Linked DNA regions of Mus musculus: all the other regions are linked to region 1. A link is a contact called in public promoter capture Hi-C and targeted proximity ligation data. All regions are on one chromosome and are shown on one strand. The core of a region is the stretch at or near the end of the contact, and the rest is flanking DNA. Distances in the headings are between cores, read along the strand shown. Region 1 holds the start of Fermt3 (fermitin family member 3). Region 2 holds the start of Map4k2 (mitogen-activated protein kinase kinase kinase kinase 2). Region 3 overlaps Nrxn2 (neurexin II).

Region 1 (2,832 bases), core at 199-2,698:
GCTGCCCTCAATCCGAGTGTCCTTCCCTGCCCAGTCCTAGCCTCCCCGTCACTGTCTCGGCTGCTCCCCCATAGTTGGTTATTTTTTATTTGGGGCAGTGGGTGCATACGGGGAGGGGAGGGTGTTCTTCCCAACCTAGGGTCCCAGCTGTCTTCACCTGTTCTTACCCACGTCCCTCCTCAATAAAGAAGCCAGTCAGGCGTGGTTATATGTTGCTACGGTCTCCAGTGACTTTCTTCTCTTAAGACACAGTAGTGCTGAATTGGAAGCCAACACAAAGCCTTTTCTTGATGGCCTTGAAAGAAAGGTCGCTGAAGAGTGAGCTGTTTGCTTTGTCAGGGTGGCCACTAGGTGGAAGTGTCGCTCAACAACTGATGACCTACCTGCATTCTGATCAGCTTTGGGTTGATGTTCTGTGCAGTGCAGTCTTAGAGTGAACCTGCTAGGTCAACACTAGAACCTAACCTAGACTCAAGGTGGGTCAGAAAGCAGGCCTGAGACTAATACTGACAACAGCTCCTGCTGCTCCAATCCTGAGCTCCACACCACTATCTTCCTCCCACACTGTGACCAACACTGAACTTCCTCATTTGCTCCCAAAAGACTGCTTCCTGGGCTAGCAAGATGCTGAGTCCAGCACCAGGCTGTACTATGTCTTACGTTAGCCTAAACTAGCTTCCTGTCCCAACCCCAGGACTCCTCAGAGCAGCCTCTCCTAGTCACACTTAAAAAGCCTTACCTTGGGAGGAGAGGTTGGCACATACCCTTAATCCCAGCACTTGGGGCAGAGCAGGCAGATCTCTGAGTTCAAGGCCAGCCTGGTCTGCAGAGTGAGTTCTGGGACAGCCAAGGCTACACAGAAACCCTTTCTGAAAAAAGAAAAAACCACGTCCATTAATGGTAGGCTGCTGCCCTGAAAAGTCTACGTTCCTGCTCAGTTCCTTAGAGCAATTTGCATCCCAGTGCCTGGCATGGACATGAGGCTGTTGGACCACCAGAACCCTCTAAAGAGACGGGATAAAGGGTCCTGGAGGAAATCACATTGAGGTTTTATGAGGCAGAGAGGCTCTAGCATGTCACTGGACAGATTTAAGGCTGGTAGGTTTGGAAACAAGTCCTGTTTAAAGGTGGGAAGGACTTCACTGCTGACTGTAGACAGTCCCACTAAGAGCAGGCTGGAGCCGGGCAGTGGTGGCGCACCCAGCACCACCAGGGCCAGGTGGATTTCTGAGTTCGAGGCCAGCCTTGTCTACAGAGTGAGTTCCAAGACAGCCAGGGCTATACAGAGAAACCCTGTCTTGAACAACAACAAAAAATAATAATAAAAGAAAAAAGCAGGCTGGAGGTGCAACCAGTAGATGCCTGGGGGTGGGGTAAAGAGAACTTTGTGGTGTCACCCCAGCACTGTTCTTCCCTCATTTCCTGTGGTAACAAAAGCAAGGGCCCCGTGGAGCCCTCTGCGTGCTGGCAGTGTGCTTCCTGTACCCAGCAACAGCCCGCCCTGGGGAGGGACTAGTACAACTTTCATGATAAGGCCACTACAGGCTGACCTCTGAAGGAAGCAACTGAGCAGGACCAGGCCAGACCAGGGTAACAGGTGTCCCACTGCCACCTGCAGCTGCAGCCCGTTGCAGGCTAGGTAAGTGAAAGACCCAGGAGGACTCACTTGTCCCCTGCTCCGCCATTCTGTGCAGAGCAGCCACACTTGCCACCACCCTAGAGGCTTGGGTTAGAGTACTGGCTGTGAGCTGTGGGCCAGGACTTGTTTCTGAGATAGGTGGGCCTGGCAGAACTGTGAGTAGGAGAGTTGACCTGTTCTGGTACCTAGCAGGGTACTTTACAATGAGTATTGGGCCTTGGTGTCCCCACCTGTGAAACCTGAATTGGCAGGACAACGTGGACTCTAAGGAACTGTCTCTTCAGCCCAAACACTTAGGATAGTAAGAGGGTTTTATATTGACTGGATCACAGTAGCTCTCTGTACCAGTGTCCCCAAAGCCTACCCACCTACCCAGGGTACCCTAGGACTCCTGCTTATTTCTAGGCAGCCCACTGTCTACTCACCTTGTCTCAGCAGAAACAGCCGCAGCCATGGCGGGTATGAAGACAGCCTCCGGGGACTATATCGACTCTTCCTGGGAGCTGAGGGTGTTTGTGGGCGAGGAGGACCCTGAGGCCCAGTCTGTCACACTCCGAGTCACGGGGGAGTCGCACATTGGTGGGGTACTTCTGAAGATCGTGGAGGAAATCAGTGAGTCCCCGTGACCCTATGTATCCAGTCATGACAGCTCTCCCTGGCTTTTCTAGGCCATTCTCGCCTCTACTCATAACCTTGTCACAGTGACTCAGGCAACAGTCTTTAATTATTTGGTTCCAAAGAAGGTATTTCTTCAACTTCCCCTCTCCATACTTCCTCCAGCTCCTACTGGTTCTGTCTAGTCTCCAAGAGACAGACAACATGGTCCCCTGTGTGTCTTGCCTGTGCCGAGGCTTATTATGTTCCTGAGGGATGGCTAGGAGGTTCCTGGGGACCTGGCACCTACTCTCCTAAATTTCCTCCCCAGCAAACCACTTGGCAGGCTGCTGACAGTGGGTGAGAGGCCCTGCCCCCACAGGAAGTTACGGCAGAGTAGGCTAGGGCGATATCAGTCACCCAGAAGGCCCCATGAGGCTTCTCATCAACTTTACCAGCAGAGAATGAGAGTTATCACTTCCTGGGAGGATGGCAGGAAAGCCCCGATAGTCAGAGCCGGAAGACATCCCACCATGAGCTCCCGATAGTCAGAGCCGGAAGACATCCCACCATGAGCTCCCGATAGCCAGAGACAGAAG
Region 2 (2,832 bases), core at 233-2,732, 680 kb after region 1:
ATTTTCCCCTGAGAATGCAGGTGGTGGAGCCCCTGGAGACAAACAGAAGTCTCTGAGGACAGCTGCTTTGCACTAATTATCTCTTCTGAGCCCCTCCTCAGGACTGGGCCCCCCACCCAAGCTGCTTCCTCCACCCCTCTCCCCAAGCAGGAAGTGAATGAGCCAAGAGGGAAATAGGCTGCTTCCGGCAACAGAACTGGGGGGCCCCCTCCTGCTAGGACCTCCACCCCCTGAGTCAGCCCATCCCAAGGTCCCAATCTCCCACTGGCCAGATGTGTTGGGCCCACACTCCTGAGGATTCCAAAATGGGTGCTGCCTATGAGCCCCATACCTTCAGTGCCTCCCGGCAAACATAGGCAATCTGCCGTTCTTCCAGGGGCCCAGTGGCTGAAACATACAGAATGGGGGCTGAAGAGAAAGAGCCTGAGGGATATGCTGACCCTCCCTACCCACCCTGCAGAGTGGGGAGCAGCAGGCACCACTACAGCAAAGTGATGTTAGCCAAATTTCTTCCAGACTCAGGCTGGGAAACTGAGCCCAGAGGAGGATAGTATTTCTCTCAAGGTCACACAGCCAGTCAGAAGCTAAGAGGAGTCCAAGTGCAGCCAGAAGGATGCCTTCCTACCCCTATGTTGGGATCGGGAAAGGCCATGTCCATGGAGTCTGGATCTCACCGTGGTAAATCTCCTGCAGTGACCCTCCTCCACAGAACTCCATACAGATCCACAATCGGTCATTCCTGGGGAGACAGAGAGCTGGGGTGGCACAATGCAAGGCACAAGAGGGTAAGAGGATAAACAACCTCACCTGAGGTAGCTGCCGATGTAGGCCACGACATTGGGGTGGCGGCATTCACGAAGGATGGTGATTTCCTGCTGAAGAGAGCTGATGTCGTCCCCTGGGGAGCACAAGGCATTATGGGGGGGGGGGGGGAACGAATAGCCTAGACTCTGTCCCTATGTGCAAAATGAGCATAGAGTATTTCTCTCCTTGCCGAGCAGGTGCCAAACCTTAGTTTCTCCTGGGGTCGGCTTCACGGGGGGGTCTAGAAAATGTTAACTCTCTGCCCCCGCCAGCTCACCCGCCCGCCTCCCAGGAGCACAGAGGCCCCACCCGGGCCCACACCTGGGTCTAGCTTGACGATCTTCACCGCGGCCAGTTCGGACGTGACGGTGTCACGGGCCTAGGGGCGAGAAGCGGGGTGAGGAGGGGGCGGGGCCGGGGTTCCCGCGGCGGGACGTGAAGATGCACCCTCCTCCTGCGCTCCCGCCCGTCCCGCAGCCCCGCTCAGCGCACCTTGTAAACGTCGCCATAGGTCCCGGCCCCCACACGCTGTAGCAGCTCGAAGCGGTCCCGCGGATCCTGCAGCGACACGTCCCGCAACAGCGCCATGGCCCGGCGCCGGACCCGCCGGCGGGCGCAAGCTGCGGAGCCGGCGCGGAGCGGCGCGGGGTGGGGCGGGGCGAAGCGAGCGGGCAGGCAGGGGCAGCGCCGAGACTCGGAGGCCGTAGGGGCGGGGCCAGCCCGGGGCGGGGCCAGCCCGGGGCTGCCCCGCCGCCCGCCTGGCCGAGAGGAGGCGCCCTGGTTGCGCGGGGAAGTCCCAGAAGCAGGGGCGGAGCTTAGGTACCCCTCCCAATTCTCGCCGCGCTACAGGTGCAGAGCATAAAGTTCAAAATCCTAAAACAGCAAAAGCAGATATCCACTCCCGCCCCATCCCCGATTTCTCAGATGAAACACATACATACATCTCTCTTTTTTCTTAACAAAATGCATTTATCTTTCTTGGAACTGAAAAATAAATCTATGTACAAAACAGGAAGAGGCTGGCCCTCCCCCACCCCGTGCAGATTTCCTCCTGGGACCTCAGGGAGGTTCCCAGAGGGCTGGAAGAGGTCCTGCTCTGTTCTTGCGCCAGTTTGGTCAGGAAGGGGGCGAGGCTCAGTATTCACAGATAAGAGTCGGAGCTTCATGTCCTGTACTCAGGGGCTAGGGAGACGAGGAAGATTTCCAAATTCGGGCAGCAATATGTAAGTTCTTTGGGGTAAGGGATTTGGATTCCCAAAGGATGGAACTCTATATAAAGTGCGGAAATCTACCCCTAGGGACTGAATGGTCCTTGGTTTCCAGGTAGCAACTGTGCTCTGGGGCTAAGGTCAATCTAGCCCCCAAGTGGGAGGAATGCCCTACTGTTCAGGCGTGACTTGGGCTCCTGTCATGGTCCACTGAATTTCGGGGGATTGGACCTACAATGAGGTTCCAATTGGCCGGCTGGTGGGGATGACACCTACATTCTAAGAACTGAGCCAGGGCTCTGGGGCCTGAAGAGGGGCTAAATGAAGGCTCCTAGTCACTGCAGGACAGCTCTGGGTCCCCTAGGACTGAGGGCGGAGTCTAGGCTTGAATTAGAGGATGAGGGTGAAGCCTGCTGGGAGTGAGGGCAGGCCTGGGGCCTTGCCACAGAATCAGAGTTCAGAGGCCCTTGCGCTGCCGCTTTAGGAAAGAGAGTGTGTAGTCGCTGGGTGTGGACACTTTCTGTTTCTTCATCTGCACTTGCGACTGTGCCGTGAGTTGCAGCTTGATGGCGCTCGAGTTGATCTTGGTGGCCACCAGTAGCTCCTTCATGCCTTTCATCTTCTCACTCTGGAAAGTGAGCACTGGGCCCTCTGGGGGTGGCGATGCTGCAGGTGCTGGAGCCTGAGCAGCATTGCCGACTTCCTGGCCACCGCGGGTAGTACCTGGGACAGTCCCTGACGTTTTCCTAGGTGGTCCCGACCCTGCACTTTGTCCTGAGCCCGGGCCCTTGTCCAATGCAGGCTTCTTGGGTGGTGGTGG
Region 3 (2,832 bases), core at 244-2,743, 570 kb after region 1:
TCGTGAGGGTCTCCAGGCAGAGACTGAACTCTCTGAGCTTCTCCGGAGATGTTCTCAAGGACCAGGGAAGGAAGGGTAGGCACTGAGAGATGGGCACAGAGGACCACTGTGAGACACCTGTCCTCCCCTAGGAACAGACCCACGGGCCAGCACGGGGATCTCATTGCAGATTCTGCAGACCTCTTCTCCAGCACACAAGCCTGCCTCTCTCCCTCCAGGCAGGCTGCCCACACTGCCCCGCTGCATCCGGATGCCAAGGCACCAGCTGCTGCCCCAGTGCCTGGCATAGCCCTCACTGCAGCTGGCAAGGCCTTCTGTCCTGAGGCCACAGGGCAGCAAGCTGAGGGGGCAGGGCACGGGCCACATTGGGACCATCTGAATCCCTCCCTCTGTGCGGGGGACCCTAAGCGAAGGTGAGGTGACCAGCAGAGACAAGGACATATTTAACGGTGATGTGAGGAGCTCAGTGTAGAAGGGGACAAAGATGGACCCTCAGTGGGACAGGAGAGAAATGGAGACTGGCTGTAAGGGAAGGAGCGGTCACATGGAACCCTATTGATAAAGAACAGGAGGGAACCCTGAGGGGACAGGTAAGGAGGAGGGCCAGCCAGCATAGAAAGGGGACAGGGACCTCTGGGGAACTGAAGCCAAGGCTTTCTGGAGCTTTATTGTTTCCATAGCAACCAGGCCTGCTGCTCAGACACTGACAGAGCCAGGGGGCTCAAGGACCAGAAACAGGAATGCATTTGACCTTGGCTTCACCACCCATACTGTTAAACCCGCCCAGAGGTCAGACCTCCCCTCCCACTCCCTCACCTTCACTGCGGTCAAAGCAAATAACATCGCTGAGACACAGACAGAAGGAGAGGAAAATACGGCAGCCACCTGAAAAAGTGATTGGGACCAAACAAAAGAAGTCAGGGGAAAAAAAAAAAAGGAGAGGCAGGGCTGAGGCTGGACTGTGGCTGCCAAGGCGCAGAACAGAAATGAGGCCGTTCCCGGACTCCTCAGGTGGACCCAGGGGAGGAGGCAAAGCCAGCTATGCCGCAAAGCCTGAGCTGACTGGACCTCAGTCCTCCTGACCTAGAAAGGGAAAGAGATTTCTAAGGTCTGGGGGAGCCTGAACTCATTTAAGAAGAGGGAAGAGGCATGGTAGGCAGGTGGGCAATGGTAGCAAGAAAATTGAAGATGAGGGGAGAGAGAGAAGAGAGAAGAGAGAAGAGAGAAGAGAGAAGAGAGAAGAGAGAAGAGAGAGAGAGAGAAGCAAAGGTGGACCCTCATGGAGACTGTTACTCCAGGGATCAGAATGTGCAGTGTAATGTGATGTGGCCCTGGGAGCTTCTTGGAGCCCTAGCTGGATCTGAGATGCTCAAATCCTGAAGCGCCAGGCAGGGGGCGCTTTCCTCCATCACCCACAGTGGCCAGGCCACAGTCAGGAACTACAACTCCCATCAGCACGTGAGAAACCACAACTCTTAAGAGCTCCTAGTGTAGAAAGGGAGTCACTGCCAATACTTGTTTGCTTCTCCATCAGGGAATCTGTGGCTTCACAAGTGTGCCTAACAAAGCTGAATGTGGCCAAGGACTGAGAGGGTTTCTAGGTGCCGTGAAAGGGAGGCAACAGCTGCCCCCTTTGCAGACCAGCTCCAAGGCCTCCTCTGGGAAGCTCTCCAGCCGCTCTGACCCTCCTGGCTCTGGGGATCTACAGCTGTGTGTTCTGCTCATTTGGCACTTACTGCCTAGGAACTGCCTAGGACATCTTGTACAGCTCCCTCGGGAGGAAATGCAATGTGAGAGAGAAGCCCTGGGTGCTGGAGCTGGCTCTACCAACTAGCTCTATGGCCTCGGCCAGGCCACAGAGCGCTAAGCCCAGCTCTCTCCTCTCTCCTCCTCCTGTCAGCCTACCTCCCCGGGCGCTGCAGGAATCTAGAGAGACGCTGAACATGACAGCCCATAATCCAGTCGTAAGTGACTCTGCCCCTGGATGTGAAGGCACGCATGCTCACCCCTCCATCGGTGAATAAATAAGTTAACTCTTCTGAACAAAGCCTGCAGTTCCTGTGCTCTTACCCGGACCACAGTCAGGAAGACGCTGGGAACAGTGACCACTCACTCACTTTAAATAATTGTGAGCCACATGTGGTGGTGCACACCCGTAATCCCAACACCCAGAACACAGAGGCTGATGTATTTCTGTGAGTTCAAGGGCAACCCGGTCTACACAGTGAGTTCCAGGACAGCCAAAACTACACAGTGAGACCCTATCAAAATTAGTAATTAATTAATTAAATGTGCTGAGCTCATGCCTACATATATGTCAAGAGCTGTGCAGAACGTAGAGAGACAATGAAAATCCTGTCCTCGGGGAGCTCAGGACCAGAATGGGCAGCAGAGAGAGGCAGGATGTGGTATGACTGATCCTAAGGGGATGCAGACAAAGGGGCACCCAGGAGTGTCCAGGCTGGCCCAGGAGTTCAGGGAGATAGCCCACAAAGACAGAATGGCTGCTTTTCTCACAACCTGGCTCTAAGAGACAGCGAGGAGCCGGAGCAGGTCTTGGGACAGTGCAAACCCAGACGGACAGTAGGGCACTAGTCGGAGGGTGGAGGTGACATCATGTGGCTTTGGCTTGGATACAGAGCTTTGAGAGTTGTCAGGGTGGCCTGTACTTTTCTCAGCAAAGAGCCCTGAGAGAGGTTGCCTCTGGCCTAACAAGTGAGCTGGACTCCCAGTGTTCTAAGACACTAAGGGGCCTTGTGCTGGCCTCTGGCTTGACAGTTTCCCCACCTACCAAAGCAATGATGCCTGCCACTAAATGTCGTCATGGTTCAC

Evidence for each region. Capture Hi-C pulls out chosen DNA fragments and counts their contacts.
Region 2: a promoter capture Hi-C map of liver shows a contact between it and region 1, with 2.2 times the contacts expected there. A contact is called at or near these places in 2 of 39 promoter capture datasets (the HPC-7 cell line and pre-B cells), 3 of 130 datasets of targeted methods (bone marrow-derived macrophages, large pre-B cells and pro-B cells) and 2 of 9 other capture datasets (liver and pancreatic islet).
Region 3: a targeted proximity ligation map of astrocytes shows a contact between it and region 1, with 2.4 times the contacts expected there. A contact is called at or near these places in 4 of 39 promoter capture datasets (cranial neural crest, frontonasal cranial neural crest, maxillary cranial neural crest and 1 more), 3 of 130 datasets of targeted methods (astrocytes, embryonic basal ganglia and large pre-B cells) and 1 of 9 other capture datasets (adipose tissue).

What each region holds. Positions count from the first base shown.
Region 1 is chr19:7,018,085-7,020,916 of GRCm38.p6, reverse strand. Fermt3 (fermitin family member 3) reads left to right here and starts at 1,448. Exons shown (of 15, transcript NM_153795.2): 1 at 1,448-1,639; 2 at 2,078-2,251. The coding sequence starts at 2,092. It overlaps Stip1 (stress-induced phosphoprotein 1), which reads left to right. Exons shown (of 14, transcript NM_016737.2): 14 at 1-221.
Region 2 is chr19:6,339,810-6,342,641 of GRCm38.p6, reverse strand. It overlaps Map4k2 (mitogen-activated protein kinase kinase kinase kinase 2), which reads right to left and starts at 1,482. Exons shown (of 32, transcript NM_009006.3): 1 at 1,297-1,482; 2 at 1,126-1,183; 3 at 808-898; 4 at 675-739; 5 at 332-387; 6 at 1-32. The coding sequence starts at 1,392. Men1 (multiple endocrine neoplasia 1) reads right to left here. Exons shown (of 10, transcript NM_001168489.1): 10 at 1,748-2,832. The coding sequence ends at 2,470.
Region 3 is chr19:6,450,997-6,453,828 of GRCm38.p6, reverse strand. The region is part of intron 5 of Nrxn2 (neurexin II); the gene reads right to left. Among named protein-coding and RNA genes, the nearest start is that of Gm14965, 34 kb to the right of the region's middle.